4 separate regions of the Mus musculus genome follow, and regions 2, 3 and 4 are each linked to region 1. The links are chromatin contacts, called in public Hi-C and HiChIP or PLAC-seq maps. All regions are on one chromosome and are shown on one strand. The core of a region is the stretch at or near the end of the contact, and the rest is flanking DNA. Distances in the headings are between cores, read along the strand shown.

Region 1 (3,731 bases), core at 355-2,854:
TCCTGGGAATTATTGTGGGTCCGTAATTGCCACCGTTGCCATCATTTTTAACTTTATTATGTTATTCCAATGCACAAAACCATAAATATCATGCCTCCAGATGGCTAGCTATCCAGGCTGCCTTAGCAAAGTACAACAGACTGCTATTTTGTAATACAAGTTCTAGAGGCCAAGCATCAGCAGATTCAGTGTGTGGTGAGGGGATGTTCCCTGCTTCCAAGACATCTCCTTCTCTCTACTACCTCCCAAGCAGAGCATGCTAGCTGGATTTTAAAAAAAAAAATCTTTTTTGTAACCCTTTGCAATCTTTTTTTTTTTTTTAAATTGTTGTCTTTTTGTCTTGTTTTGTTTTGTTTGGGGGGTGGGGTGTTTTCGGCTTTGTTTTTGTTTTTTAACATGTGAGTGCTGCATGTCCACCTACATGCCACAAGAGGGCATCAGATCCCTTTACAGATAGATGGTCATGAGCCACCATGTGGGTGCTGGGATTTGAACTCAGAACCTCTGGAAGAACAGCCAGTGCTCTTCACCACTGAGCCATCTCTCCAGCCCCCGAAGTCTTGATTTTTTTTTTAAATGAACATTGTTCATGAGAGTAGAAGAAGCCTTCTTGGTCCATGTTCTCAACCTGTGGGTCGAGACCCCTTTGGGGGGGGACACATGATTTTTTTTCCCCACTAATTATATATCAGATATTTACATTACGATTCATAACAGTAGCAAAACTGAAGTTATGTTGTAGCAACAAAATAATTTTACAGTTGGGGGTCACCACAACATGAGCTATATTAAGGAGTCGCCGTGTTAGGAAGGCTGAGAAGCACTGCTCTAGAGGCTCCTTCTCCGACGGAACACTTTGTCACATACAAATTTTGGAGGTACACAAACGTTCAAACCATGGCAATTGGTATATAATTACAGAACAAGGTTAAAATCAAATTCCACGAAGCTAATACACTTGAACATTTTAATGCTCATTTAACATGATGGATGGCGCTGTTCTGTAGAAAGTGCATGGCTGCCTTGGAGTTCGTCAGAGAAGGCTAGGTCGTGGCTGACCTTAAACTTTAGCCTGCTTTTCTACTGTGAGCTTCAAACTACAACCGACAATGACTGTGTGTACAGCAAGAATAGACATTTCGGCCTTGTTCACGGACTTTGACGGAGTCATTTGAGTATCAGTCTGTGCTAGAACAACATCGTAGCAAACCGAAGTTGTCATCTTGAAGAAAAGCTTCAGAGATGCTGTGTAGTTCATCACCAATGTTGCTTTTTGGACATTTGCCTTCAAGTCTAACTCTGACTCAAACTGTTAAAGGCTGGGCAAGTGGTCACAGCTCTGTCATTTGTGCCTCCCACCAATGCTGCCACCTCATAGGCTCCCGCTAAAAGTAAGGCGGGGTATTTGAACCCATCCACGCCCCTCCCCTGGTTACTTGTCACAAAGGCTGGAGATCTATAACCAAAGGCTTTAAAGGTGCTGATCTGTCATCCCTACTAGCATCTATATTTCCGGGTCCGCCCAGCCTTTGTCCTGGGAGGCTCCTTAACATACACAAGAACTGCTCTGGAGGCAGCTGACAAGGGGATTCATTAGCTGCTCTCTGCTGCCCTCTTGAGTCCATAGCTTGGGTTGCATGGGATGCTGCCCAGACTGGAGTCTCTCTCTCATTCTCTCTCTCTCATTCTCTCTCTCTCTCTCTCTCTCTCTCTCTCTCTCTCTCTCTCTCTCTCTCTCTCTCTCTCTCTCTCTCTCTCTCTCTCTCTCTCTCTCTCTCTCTCTCTCTCTCTCTCTCTCTCTCTCTCTCTCTCTGCGTGTGCGCACGCACGCATCTGCTTCTGCCACGCGATTCATGAGGGAATTCGCGCTTCACATCTTTGCCATCTCCCAGTCCCAGCCCCTGCAGGCCTGCCCGAGCTTCTCATCCTTTGGAAGGAAGCCTGCCTTAACTCTCTCTCCTCCTTTTTTCTTTCTTTTATTTGCATTTGCATCCGATCTTTGAACAGCCTTGAAAATCTGGTGCTAACTAAGCAGAGTTTTGTTGAATCCGACGCTTTTCTAGCTTGGCGTTCATAATTACAACATTGAAAAGATGTCCTGGGTGCGAGGATTCAGCGGGGTTTGGGAAAAGAACATTAGAGTTTCTGCTTTTACACAGTTTGTTTGATCTCATCCTTCTTAAGTTTCTAGTTTGCATAATGTTTCAGTGTGTGTGTGTGTGTGTGTGTGTGTGTGTGTGTGTAGGCTAGTATAGGTATATAATTCATAAATAAATATGAAGTGGAAGAATGCTAATTCTATCTCATTTAGTTATTTTGCTGCTGAAGGTTTAGCTAATCATAAAACCCCAGGGAGTAGTCTGGAAGAGTGTGCTGGTCAGAGTGACAGAATCTACAGAACGAATCACTATAAGGAGAAAGGGGTGGTATTTGAATGACTTACAGGCTACAGTCCAGCTAGTCCAGCAATGGCTGCCCATGAACGGTCCAAGAAGCCCGGATGTCTCAGATGGTCTTCAGTATACACTGGAAGCAGGCTCTAACGCTAGGGTAGTTTGTGCTGCATATACCTTGCCAGCGAGGTGAGAGCAAACAGGCAAAGAGCAAGCACTACCTCCTTCCATGTCCTCATAGAGGCCACTGGCAGAAGGTGTGGCCCAGATTAAGGTAGATCCTCCCACTTCAAATATCCAGATTTTAAGTGGCTCCCCCCATTTCAAATTATTTTAATTAAGAAAAAAAATTCCCTCACGGGTGTGCCCCATCATTTGGATGAAGTCAAGTTGACAACTAGAAATAGCCATCAAAAGTCCATCCCTTGCCAGCTTGGCACACTGTCATATCTCTCCTTATGTCATGCTTAATTTCCAAACAAAAACAATAAGCAGCCCATAATTGTGTCTAACATGATATAACTACCCCATGTACAATCACAAACATGGTATATATTTAACCAGGACATAATTATGTCTAAGTTCCATCCCTCACTCTCTCCTTCCATCTCTTCTTTCCTTCCTTGACAAGGTCTTCTAGCAGTGTAACCCTGGATGCCCTTCAAACATGTTACCCTCCTGCCTCGGTTCCCCAGGTGTTGAGATTACAGGCAAATATGCCACCATACCCTACTTTGAGGACAGTTTGATTGGACCAACATAATAATAGCATTATGAGATGGTATTGGTTTTTTTTTCTTTTTTCTTTTGGTTTGGTTTAGTTTGGGTTTTTCATAATTTGGTTGCGTGGCTCTTGAATAGGAACTCTACAGATGGTATCATGTTGCCATGTCAACAGTTTGGGCAGCAGTAAAGGCAACTGTCACAAAAATCTAGAGGACTGAGTTAGAGCCCTGGAAGCCAAGTAGATGTGGAAAGACCAACTCTACAAAAGTGTCCCCTGACTTCCATATACACACCAAGGTGCGCACCCATGAACACACACACACACACACACACACACACACACACACACACACACTCTTAAAGGTTGAAGAGCCCTAACTATATGACTGTTTTATAAATTCAAGTACCTAATTCTATGTAAAATTACTACCTAGATGTTGGAGGTAGGGTTTAGCACTGCCAAACACATTCCCTGTGACCAATTACATTCTGTAGACAAGTCTTTGTACCTCAAGCTTTCTTCAGTGCATCAGATAAGATGCTTAGGACAGAGTTCCAGCAGTGATTCTTCAAAGCCATATGGGAGTCTTTGAAAGCCACAGCACCTACAAC
Region 2 (3,220 bases), core at 482-2,981, 170 kb before region 1:
TCACCTGCCAGGTCACTCTCAGCCATGAGCACTAGTTTTATCTGTCCCCAACCCCAAGGTGTCCCCTCCTCTCTAGGGAGGGGTTTTGACATGGTATCTTCTATAGTAGAGTGTGCTTAACCATTTTCCATCTATGTTCAAACACCTCTTACAATTCAATATAAAGACACATGGTGCTCTGGGTAGAAACCAACTTGTCTACAAGCCTGAACTCAAACACACAATTTTGCATATTATCATACACGTGTACGACTGGGCTCTAGTCCACCACGACACTTTCCTGATACACAGTGATCCTAAGTGTAAGTCACTTCTCCCAAACACCTTGATTATCTAATGAAGACTGCACACAAGGTCAGGAGCTGTGAAGTCACAAGTCAAGATAAAAGGAGACAACTTCTTACTATCAAATAAGGTTTTGAACTTCCCACCAAAAAGTCACTCAACTAGCATTAATGGGTACATCCTCAGATGAGTTTACTCCAATTCATGCAAAACATTTTCAGTTACTTACCAAAATATGTATCATCCCTTCCATACACCACCTTATAGTGTGTAGAAGTGGTAAAAGTCAATGAATCCTCCTTGACTGACACGTTCCCTTAACTAATTTATGAATATTCAAGTATATGTAAATTAGTCAGTACTCTAATGATACAAGCTTATTACATCATCTGGTCAAAATCCCTGCTGAATACGAATTCTTCAGCAATCACCTCAGTGTATTCCCTGTGGGCTTTTTGTTATTTGTTCTCAGGAGAATATAAGAAGCCCTGCTTCTCCATCCTAGAAAATTATTTTCCATAACAACAGATGGACTCGAAATGACAAATGACTGTGTCTGACACTCAGAAGGATTCTATCTCAGTAATGCCGATTTTCACAGCCCCTGCCGGCCATCACCTCTCCCTTGGCTCTGCACTTCACTTCCTACACCCAGGTCACCCATAGAGACTAAGTCCTCCACGGGCTGCTCCCACAACCCTTTCCCTTCCAATCCTACAGTGACATGGAAGTCTTTGGTGCCTTGGAGAGGAAACCGTCAGTCTTTGACTGGTCTCCATATGCAACTGGTCCTGGTCCCATCCCAGATCCTGTCCCCCACAAAAAAAAAAAAAAAAAAAAAAAAAAAAAAAAAAAAAAAAAAAAAAAAAGTCCTCCGACTCCTTCTCCTCCTCGTCCCTCTCTTTCCCACTCCTTTTTCTTCTCTCTCCTCATCTCCTTCTTCTCCCTTTCCCTCTCATATCCTCTCTCTCTCCCACCCCTTCTCCCTCTTCTTCTCCCCCTACCCTTACCTCTGAAAAAGAAATTGTGGCTGCCGATTCTCCCCACCCCCACCCCCGCACCCCTGAAAAAATAGCTCCACAAACAGCCACTCTCCTTTTCCTCTATACTTAAAAGAAATGAAGTTTGCAAAATTAAGTCAAGAATTCGAAGAACACATGGAACATCACAGAATATGATACGGGAAGAGTCAGGTACAGGTAGGCGTAGGCAACCTGCTCCAGGTTACTTCACCCTGTGACAGCTGGAGGTGCAATGGCTTGTTTCAGCCTGTGATCCTTGCTTCGCCAGAGCCCTGTGGCCCAGTCAATACACGCTCCATCCCAGGCCACATTATTTCCTAATGTTCATTAGCTAACTGTACTCGTAGTGCTGAAGCCAGCCCTAGACAAGCTCCCCTGAGAAGCCCTGTCTGAAGGAAGCTTGGTGTGTATCTACCCAGCCCTGTATTAGTCACAGTGATCATGACTAATACTCTCAGCAATGGATCCCCTAATTATGAAGCCTCAAGGGCAGGACAGCCCATTTTCCCTTTGTCTGTAATGCCAGAGACCCCACGGGACAGACACCAACCACAGGAATGAAACCTTGGGGCTCCAGTCCTTCAGGTGTCTTCCAAACCCCGGAAGGGACCCTGAGCAATGCATCTACAGCTGGAAGCAACTTCAAGAATGCAATCAAAGCTGACCTGCACAAGCCTGAAGCAGTCCCAGCATGCCAGCAGAAGACAACCTGTGACGGTGAGAATAAGCTTATAATAACAATCTGATATGTGTTTGGAGTGTTTAGTGTGAGTTACGTCACAGAAAAAAATCAAAATTATTCTCTGAAGTGGTGGGGGCAGGGTAGAAGTCGATATTTCAACTGCAATTAGTAACATTTGCTTCCTCTCCGCGCACTTCCCCGAGACACTCCTCTTCCTGCTGAGTGACCCTGGAATGTCTGAGGGCATGTCAATACCTAGACAAGAAGCGATCTGAATTGGGAATTTTTAACCTTCGGAATTTGCCAACTTTTATAATTTCTAATTTCTCATTATTTTATCTAGTTTTGTATTTATAAGTTTCTTCTCCTTTTCTGAAAGATAGACCTTCAAGAGACACAAACTTAGGCCTCATCATCTGCCCCCACCTGTAATTCACTACCTGGCACGCAAAGTCTATGCGGCCAATTAATGGAAGCACCAATGTCATGGCTTAGCCACTCAGCTTCGCTGATGATCATTAGTTATATGAGGTTCTCGGGAAGTAGCTAATGAGAAAGCATTGTAAGACACCATACAATGCCCTAAACTGGCAAGTAGTGGCTCAACTTTTTGCAGGGCTGTGGATCAAAATAGCTATGAATACTGGGAAATATTACTGAAGAATGCTAAGAGCTGTTGTTGTGTGACGTGTTCATGTGGGGCTAGAGAGAGGGCTTAGTGGTTAGTGCCTCGGTTCCTCCAGAGGGCCCGGTATTTGCTTCTTTTCATCCACATGGAACTGCAGCCCCAGGGGATCTGACACCCTCTTCTGAACTCTGCAGGTATCCACATACATGTGACACACACACACACTCATGCATGCACACACACGCATGCACATGCATGTGTACACATAAGATGGGAGTTATTTATTATCTTATGTATATGAATACACTATAGCTGTCTTCAGTGACATGGGATGACAAGAAGGCATGGGATGGTTGTGAGCCACCATGTGGTTGCTGGGAATTGAACTCAGGACCTCTGGAAGAGGAACCAGAGCTCTTAAACACTGAGCTGTCTCTCCAGCCCCTTTAACCGCCCCCCCCCCCTTTTTTCCAAGTGAATGTGACATGGCTCATGAAGATTGTTACTTGAGTAGGAGGATTCTTTAAGAACCTGTTAGAGAAGGCGAGTTCCTTGTAAACTGCTACTTAACATCCTCTCTTTTGAATTCTAGTCCCCAGCAAG
Region 3 (3,232 bases), core at 535-3,034, 210 kb after region 1:
CCAGGCGCCCATCTCTCAGCAGCCCAGAGGAAAGCCGTGGTAGGCTTTATCAACCCCCTCCCCAGGACCTCGGGTTTCATCTCTTTCTTTTCCCCCCTCATGTTCAGTTTGTTTTCTCAAGACCTAAGCAATTTTTAATGTAGTCTATACTTCCCGCTTAATCCTCATCGTTTATTGTATAATTATAGTTTCAAAGTGATTATGTAATTAAAATCATGTTTCGTTGAAACAGGACTTCAAAAGGGCGGCAGACCCCCGCTCCGGCATTATTTTCTGGTGATGTAATAATTTCCCTGTGATATTTAAAATAAACACATTAGTTCAAGAATTCTAAACATGTCTCAAAGTATATAGTAGGCTTGATTGGCACGAGGCTGGCTTGTAAAGAAATGGTAAGAGCCATCACTAGTTTAATATATTTCTATGCTCCCATGCAGGGTAAATTACAGGATAATGGGGCGCAGGCGATGGTAAGCTCTGTTTATATAATCCATTTCTTCACACGAGTTCCCATTGCCTCCCCTTCCCTTTGCTGTGTGTGGTGGTTCTCTGATCCCTTGACCTCGGCCATGTGTTTTCACTTTTTCTTCTGATCTCAATTCCATGACCAGCGGGGAATAAAATACAAATTGAATAGTAACCATTCACAGGCCGCTCTTTTCAAACTGTTGTTAAAACCTCTTTGTCTTGTCTAGCGGTTGATAGATAAATGCGTTCTGTTTTTCCTGACTTTCCCCCCCTGCCTTTCTTCTTCCTTCTCTCCCCCCCACCCCCGCCTCTTCTTGGCCAAGAAAAAAAAATAACTCTCCTCCAATTATACGCTTTAAAAATTAAAACCCACACCTCCTTTCAAACTATCTCCTGAGCGTCCCGCGCTCTCCCGGGTCAGCCCATTGGTTCGGGGCGGCCGTAGGAGACTCCGGAGGATTCACCTCGTGGAATAAAAGAACGGGGCAGCTGAGCGGGGATGGGGGCGAAGCACGGTGCCCCCGTGTGAGGTCCGCGCCATTGTCCCCGCCTGAAGGTTCATTTAACCGAGAACCTGTACTGCCTCTGATCTCTTCGCACAGCTCCCAGAATGGGTTCGGCTGGCTGGGACCGCCCCTCCTAGAAATTCCGAGGGCCGAGGGGCGAGGGAAGTTAGAGTGATGGGAGGGGGGCCACACCCCCTTCGCCAGTCCCCGTTCTTTTCTCTTTTGATGGCTCGTCCAGCTAGGAGGGCGAGGTGGACCCGAGAATGAACTGGTTTTACATCTCAAGTCCCCAAAGCGACACAAGGCGTCCTGGTTTCTGACCTGCCCTTCCTATCCAGAGTCAGTCTCTCTCAGTCTCTCTCTCTCTCTCTCTCTCTCTCTCTCTCTCTCTCTCTCTCTCTCTCTCTCTCTCTCTCTCTCATCCCCCCGCCCCCCACCTCCGGAGCTGCGGCTCCAGACTGCTCAGGCAAAAGCAACTAATTGTAACTGGGCGATCCACAGCCCGCCCCTCTCTTCCCAAGAGCTTCCTTAGAGGGAGGGAGGTCAAGGGCGCGGCTCGCCTTTGTCACTCCACTGCCAGGGCTGGAGGAAAGTGGAGGGTGGGCAGGCGTGGCCCTTCTCCCCGCAGCGCTGGACAGCGGGGCTCAGCCTCTAGGGTTGCACAGAGCATCTCCTGGGGAGCCGGCCTGCGCCGCCCGGTCTGCTGCAACGAACGTCGCCCCAGGTCCCCGCGGGCAGTGCGGGCGGGCGGAGCGCACGGCGGGGCGGGGACCTCGGTGCCGCCCGACTGCTGGCGGCAGCGGGGTAGGGTTTCCCGGGCCGCGCTGGGCGATGCCGCCTGACAGCGCCCTTCGCCAGGGGCCGAGTACCTGTAAGCTGAGCCTGGCTCACATGCTTCACATTAAAGCTCCGTGCCTAGTGCCTTCGTGCTCCCCCCCCCCCCAACCTTCTTCTCCTCCGAAAGGGTTCTTATAAACTTCCCTTCGTTTATCTAGCCTGGTTTTCATTGCTCCAGTTTTGCATGGGTTGACTTTGTTTAGTTTATTAACCCACGGGGTTACTTTAACTAAACATTTGGGCTGAATACTTTGGGATTGGATTTCAACGTTTTCTAACGAAATTACGGAGGTTTTTGAAGCCGCACAGAAAACGCTGTGTTGAGTTTATTAGTCAATTTAACAGACTATAAGTGGGGTGGGGGGGTGCATTTAGGACAGTTCCAGTTCGTACCCATCCGATGGAAGAAGCTAGCCAAGGCCGCAGGATGTGCACCCCGGCGGCCTCGGGGGTTCCCAGGCCTCCTCCACTTGCTCGCAGCATGGTTCCTGGGTGCACCAAGCTCCCGACAAGCAGGCGACACAGCCCCCCCACCCCAGACCAGCTGCACTACCTAGAAGGTCCCTCCCAAGCTATCCCCTCTGCTCTGGTGGGAAGTTCTGTTTTGTGCCAGCTGTAGAGGGCTCGATGTCTTCCCTCGTGAGGCCATGAAGGGAAACCTGACTGTGGTGGAATATTCCAGAAAGAGTAGAAGTCAATGGATTTAATTAATGAATTAAATGGATTTAGCTAATGAAAGAGCTACCTGGGCAGGTATGTGGAAGAGGGCAGAGGTCGTGTGGGGTCCGGTGGACAACGACCAGTGGGCTAGTTCACCCCTGGCCACAATGTGCCACCAAACCCACTGGAGCCTCTTCCCCCAAGTTTAAAGAGCGGGGATATCCCAGGGGTTGGACTCGGTGGGACCTGTGGCCTCTCACCTCCAGCTTGACTTGAGGCAGAAGCAAGGAAGGTTATCCAGCACTGCCAGAGACAGGGAACTTTCTCCTCCGCTTTCTGCCATTCACAGGCCCTTGGCTTCTGGATTTGAGCCTGGTGCCAGCTAAGAGTTGGCTTAGCCAAACTGTCCGTGATCTTTGGGCATCTCAGACAACACTGAAGACTGTAGTGGCGATCAAGTGAGAAGCACCAGAAAGTGGGCTTGTGAGGAGGAGCTTCGGTTTGCTTGGGCAATCACAAGTGGGAGGGAGAAAAACACTGAGAGTTTTTTAGCCTAATCCCAGGCTGAAACTCCCGAATTTCACACTGTGAAAACAGGTGTTTTCACTACCACAGCAAGCTACCAGGACCCCAACTGACAACACTTTAAGGTTTTATTTTGTAAGAAAGGAGGTCAATTATTGAAAAGAGCCAAAACAAGTAGAATAGGAAAATATTCTAGTTTTGTTCCTCAGCCCCCGCTAATTTTTTGTCACTGGGGG
Region 4 (3,579 bases), core at 840-3,339, 240 kb after region 1:
TTACTCATAGAAATCAGTATACCTCTGCCTTCTGAATACTGGGATTAAAGGCAATTAAAGGCACCACTACAACTGGCCTCCTCGGGGACTTAAGGTAGTTATTCTTCTAGCTGTCATACCTACACTCCAAGAAAAAGACAGATTTTAAAAAAATGTACAAATTGCCCACCTTACCTGAGTCTGCCTGTCTGCATGAGGCTCCACTCCACAGTCAGAACTAACACATCTTTGGTCGGAACTGGATGGCATGGTTGCTCTTAAGGGTAGAAGAGTCTGGGAATGGGCAGAGATCACTTCCTCTGACAAGGCAGATAGTGGGAACAGACACTGGAGAAACTACAGGCAACATCCTCTTACGGGCTGACCATGTGAGAAAAGTCTGTCCTGAACACTAACAACAGCATGTGGCCTTCTTAGGTTAATAGTATTTTCTGATAAGAAAGAAAGAATGATATTTAAGCAATCCATTCGATCCTACTGCAAGTAGGAAGTAAGGAATAAAACACAATCACGCTTGGGCTAGTTTTCCTGGCAAAGTCCAGTTCCAGGTATCGGTGTCAGCTAAGCCTCTGCGTTCTAGTTCTTCTCTTTCCTCACAATCCTCTTATTTTTTGTTATACTGTTATTAAATTCCACCTTGCAAAAAAAAAAAAAAAAAAAGGAAAAAAAAATCCAAGCTCAGCAAGCTGCTGAGAGACTAGGCCATATCAGGTGAGCCACTTGGAGCCTGGGGGACTGAATTTCTCCTTCCTGATGTGCTTGGACCTATTTAACCTCCACACTTGCATAGCCCCTGGCAGATTTAGCTCTGACAGAGAGAGAAGCTCACCGACAGTACAGTGTGGGTCTCCAGGCCGGGCATGCTGCAGGGGAAGGCTACGGCTAGTTCTAGGGTCAAAAGAGAATCCGAGGTAGGAAAAGGTTTCCTTCATCAGAGGTAATTTGGTTTGTGTAGTTCCATTTCTCCCAGAATCCTCTGTTCTTGCCAGACTGTCTCCAAGGTCTCTGCTCTTCAAATAGTTTGCTACTCAAAGCAGTGACTGGGTCCTCGAGGTAACCTGAGTTTTATTATTAATTGTTTGCATTGACACAGGATGTCCCAGTGTAGCCCAGGCTGACCAGGAACTACTAGTCCCCCTGCCTTAGCTTCCCCAGGGCTGGGCTCACTGGTGTGTATCAGCCAGTACAGCCTGCACTAGATAAGGCCAGCTGCAGATGCCAGCTTAGATAAATGGCTTCTCCTGCAGGAACATATTCTCTCTGCCCTGCTGCCCTACCCCCACAACCCCAGAAGAATCCCTTTGTTAGTTACACATGAGCACATGCCAGGAGCAGTTCATCTAAATGAGCAACTGCTTTCTGGGAGTAGACCCGACAGAAGAGAAGCTGGGCAAAGCTGCACTTGAGTGCCAAGCCTTGGCTGCAGAAAGAAAAGCCAGATTGTTTCCAGGGACCAGTGATGGACAAGCACCAAGTTGAGGCAAAGTGGCCTCGAGCTCTTCGCCATTGCCCAGTGCTCGATGCTTGGCATCCTTCCTCGGAGCATGGGAGATGATGGCTCTGGGGAAATTCCAGTCTGCAACTCATTGAAGCAGGATAAACAGAACTCCTGCTCCAGAAGACTCTATCCTGAACAAGAGGCTCTTGGAATCTTCTTGGAGGTTTTGATGTCCACATAAACTATAAACAACGGGGTTGGGAGATACTTGGTGCAGCAGGCTGTGACCATCAAGGTCAAAGGACGGGCATAAGGGACATCATCTTAGACTTTTATCCATAAAGTGACTTTGGACAGCTCTGAGGAGCAACAAAGATTTTGTTGAGTGGCCCCCCAAAAAAACTGTGATGTAACTGTCTTTGTCTCTTTTAAAATACAATGCATAAAGAAACAAGAGATGCAATCAAATATCTCATGTGCCACATTTTGCTTTGTAAACCCTACATGTGTAACTCAGGATAAAGCCGCCCTGCTGTCTGCTTAAGAGAAAGAATGCTAAGATTGCAAGGAAAGCTATCTTAACAGCAGCAAAAGCCCGTCTTAACCACGTGTAACACATTATCCAAATGAGGATGTTTCCCAACATTGCGTAACCAGAGATTCCAGAAGTCCACTGGACACAGAGGCAAACCTGGCCGGCTTGCATGTGTCTGTTCCACTTTGGGAAGTTATTAAAATGCCTTGTTAGACTTACTGGCTAGCCTACAATTTTAACTTCACCCTAACTTCAAAAGGCATTAATAGCAATAAGCCGCAGTTTATCTAATTGGGGGTGTATCACCTAACGGGGCAAAGAAGCCACCACACCAGCTGCCAATGGACAGAACAGGCTAGTTTTAGTAACATGTTTATATGGGAAGTCAGATTCTGTGCAAGAAATGGACAGATCCTTTGCTCTCAGCTGGCGAAGCGCATCCCATAATCCTTGCTGCTTACTTCAGAACCTGACATGTTCTAGCCCCAGGGACTGACAGAACCTTGGACCCTTGTGGGGTACTTGCTTGTCTCAAATGACATGTGCTCAGGGACACAATTGTGTCGGTAACACTGCTTGAAGTTAATATTTTAGTTTAAAATGTGTAACATCAAGGTGTAAGTAAGATCTGGGTGAATTCTGATGTTCCCTCAGCCCTGCTCCATCACCTACAATGAACATGCTGATTTCCTGCTTGTGCAAAGACAGTCTCCCTTCCCTACCTGTCACATACACTAGGCAGCGCTTCTCATGCTGTGTCAGAGTCACCTGGAGAAGCTGTTAGAATAGGGACCCAGAGCCCAGATCTCAGCAATCCCAATTCTCCAGGGTTAGGAGAGGATAGAGGTTGTTCATTTAAGGTCGTCTCAGGTGAGACTAGCTCTACTGTACGAACAGCATTGAGTCTGTACAAACATAAATTCTATGAGGCATGTGACACATCTGCCTCACAGAAGAGAGTGCAGAAGGCTACAGTAGGACAAGGGGTGTCACACAGGGTGTCCTCCTCCATCATCAGCTGGTGGCAGGGTCTGGATCCACAGAGGCTGTGTGCCAGTCTCAGACCTGGCTTCCAAACAGAGAACAAATGTGGGGAACAGTGAGATTAGGGCAAGAGCCAATGCCTTGAAAATGAACATGAGACTGGAAGAGTAGGGCACTTGGAAGACTAGGCCGTGAGACTGTGGCTGTCCTAGAGAGAGAGAGAGAGCACTGTCCTGGGGAGCACTGTCCTAGGGAGCACTGTCCTGGGAGTACTGTCCTAGGGAGCACTGTCCTAGGGAGCACTGTCCTAGGGAGCACTGTCCTCGGGAGCACTGCCCTCGGGAGCACTGTCCTAGGGAGCACTGTCCTCGGGAGCACTGTCCTGGGAGCACTGTCCTTGGGAGCACTGTCCTTGGGAGCACTGTCCTGGGGAGCATTGTCCTAGGGAGCACTGTCCTGGGAGTACTGTCCCAGGGAGCATTAGGAGGTTCTTTCTAGAAAACTTCACTGTGGGGACAGGTAGCCCTGTAGTGCCAAGAGCAAACTCAATCAGCGATAGCAAACAAAACCAGTCACAGAGCACTTACTCTGTTTTCTTTACCCTGCTCCCATCTGCTTAGGA

The links. Hi-C and Micro-C count contacts between places; a contact is called where the count stands out from the background. HiChIP or PLAC-seq counts read pairs in DNA pulled down with a chosen protein or histone mark.
Region 2: an HNF4G HiChIP or PLAC-seq map of pancreatic cancer cells shows a contact between it and region 1. The contact joins two enhancer-like sites. A contact is called at or near these places in 1 of 39 promoter capture datasets (hippocampal neurons), 1 of 115 datasets of contacts at active chromatin or transcription factors (pancreatic cancer cells) and 2 of 9 other capture datasets (adipose tissue and pancreatic islet).
Region 3: a FOXA1 HiChIP or PLAC-seq map of pancreatic cancer cells shows a contact between it and region 1. The contact joins two enhancer-like sites. A contact is called at or near these places in 13 of 39 promoter capture datasets (the 3T3-L1 cell line, 3T3-L1-derived adipocytes, the C10 cell line and 7 more), 1 of 15 datasets of contacts at CTCF or cohesin (embryonic stem cells), 8 of 484 Hi-C or Micro-C datasets (the C2C12 cell line, the N1E-115 cell line, cerebral cortex and 2 more), 4 of 115 datasets of contacts at active chromatin or transcription factors (embryonic stem cells, pancreatic cancer cells and stem cell-derived neural progenitor cells) and 1 of 9 other capture datasets (embryonic stem cells).
Region 4: a Hi-C map of the N1E-115 cell line shows a contact between it and region 1, with 4 times the contacts expected there. The contact joins two enhancer-like sites. A contact is called at or near these places in 1 of 15 datasets of contacts at CTCF or cohesin (the NIH/3T3 cell line), 1 of 484 Hi-C or Micro-C datasets (the N1E-115 cell line) and 1 of 115 datasets of contacts at active chromatin or transcription factors (pancreatic cancer cells).

What each region holds. Positions count from the first base shown.
Region 1 is chr13:98,297,652-98,301,382 of GRCm38.p6, forward strand. The region is part of intron 3 of Gm21976 (low-density lipoprotein receptor class A domain-containing protein 1); the gene reads left to right. Among named protein-coding and RNA genes, the nearest start is that of Btf3, 17 kb to the right of the region's middle. Within about 2 kb of position 1,605, at least 39 of the 459 cell types and tissues checked have an H3K27ac peak or open chromatin away from gene starts, as enhancers often do. A contact at or near this core is called in the N1E-115 cell line and pancreatic cancer cells, where this site is marked.
Region 2 is chr13:98,131,415-98,134,634 of GRCm38.p6, forward strand. All of the region lies in intron 2 of Arhgef28 (Rho guanine nucleotide exchange factor (GEF) 28), which reads right to left. Among named protein-coding and RNA genes, the nearest start is that of Gm34469, 38 kb to the right of the region's middle. Within about 2 kb of position 1,732, at least 43 of the 459 cell types and tissues checked have an H3K27ac peak or open chromatin away from gene starts, as enhancers often do. A contact at or near this core is called in pancreatic cancer cells, where this site is marked.
Region 3 is chr13:98,503,292-98,506,523 of GRCm38.p6, forward strand. No RefSeq gene overlaps it. Among named protein-coding and RNA genes, the nearest start is that of Gm41032, 31 kb to the right of the region's middle. Within about 2 kb of position 1,785, at least 75 of the 459 cell types and tissues checked have an H3K27ac peak or open chromatin away from gene starts, as enhancers often do. A contact at or near this core is called in the N1E-115 cell line and pancreatic cancer cells, where this site is marked.
Region 4 is chr13:98,537,417-98,540,995 of GRCm38.p6, forward strand. No RefSeq gene overlaps it. Among named protein-coding and RNA genes, the nearest start is that of Gm41032, 3.0 kb to the left of the region's middle. Within about 2 kb of position 2,090, at least 5 of the 459 cell types and tissues checked have an H3K27ac peak or open chromatin away from gene starts, as enhancers often do. A contact at or near this core is called in the N1E-115 cell line, where this site is marked.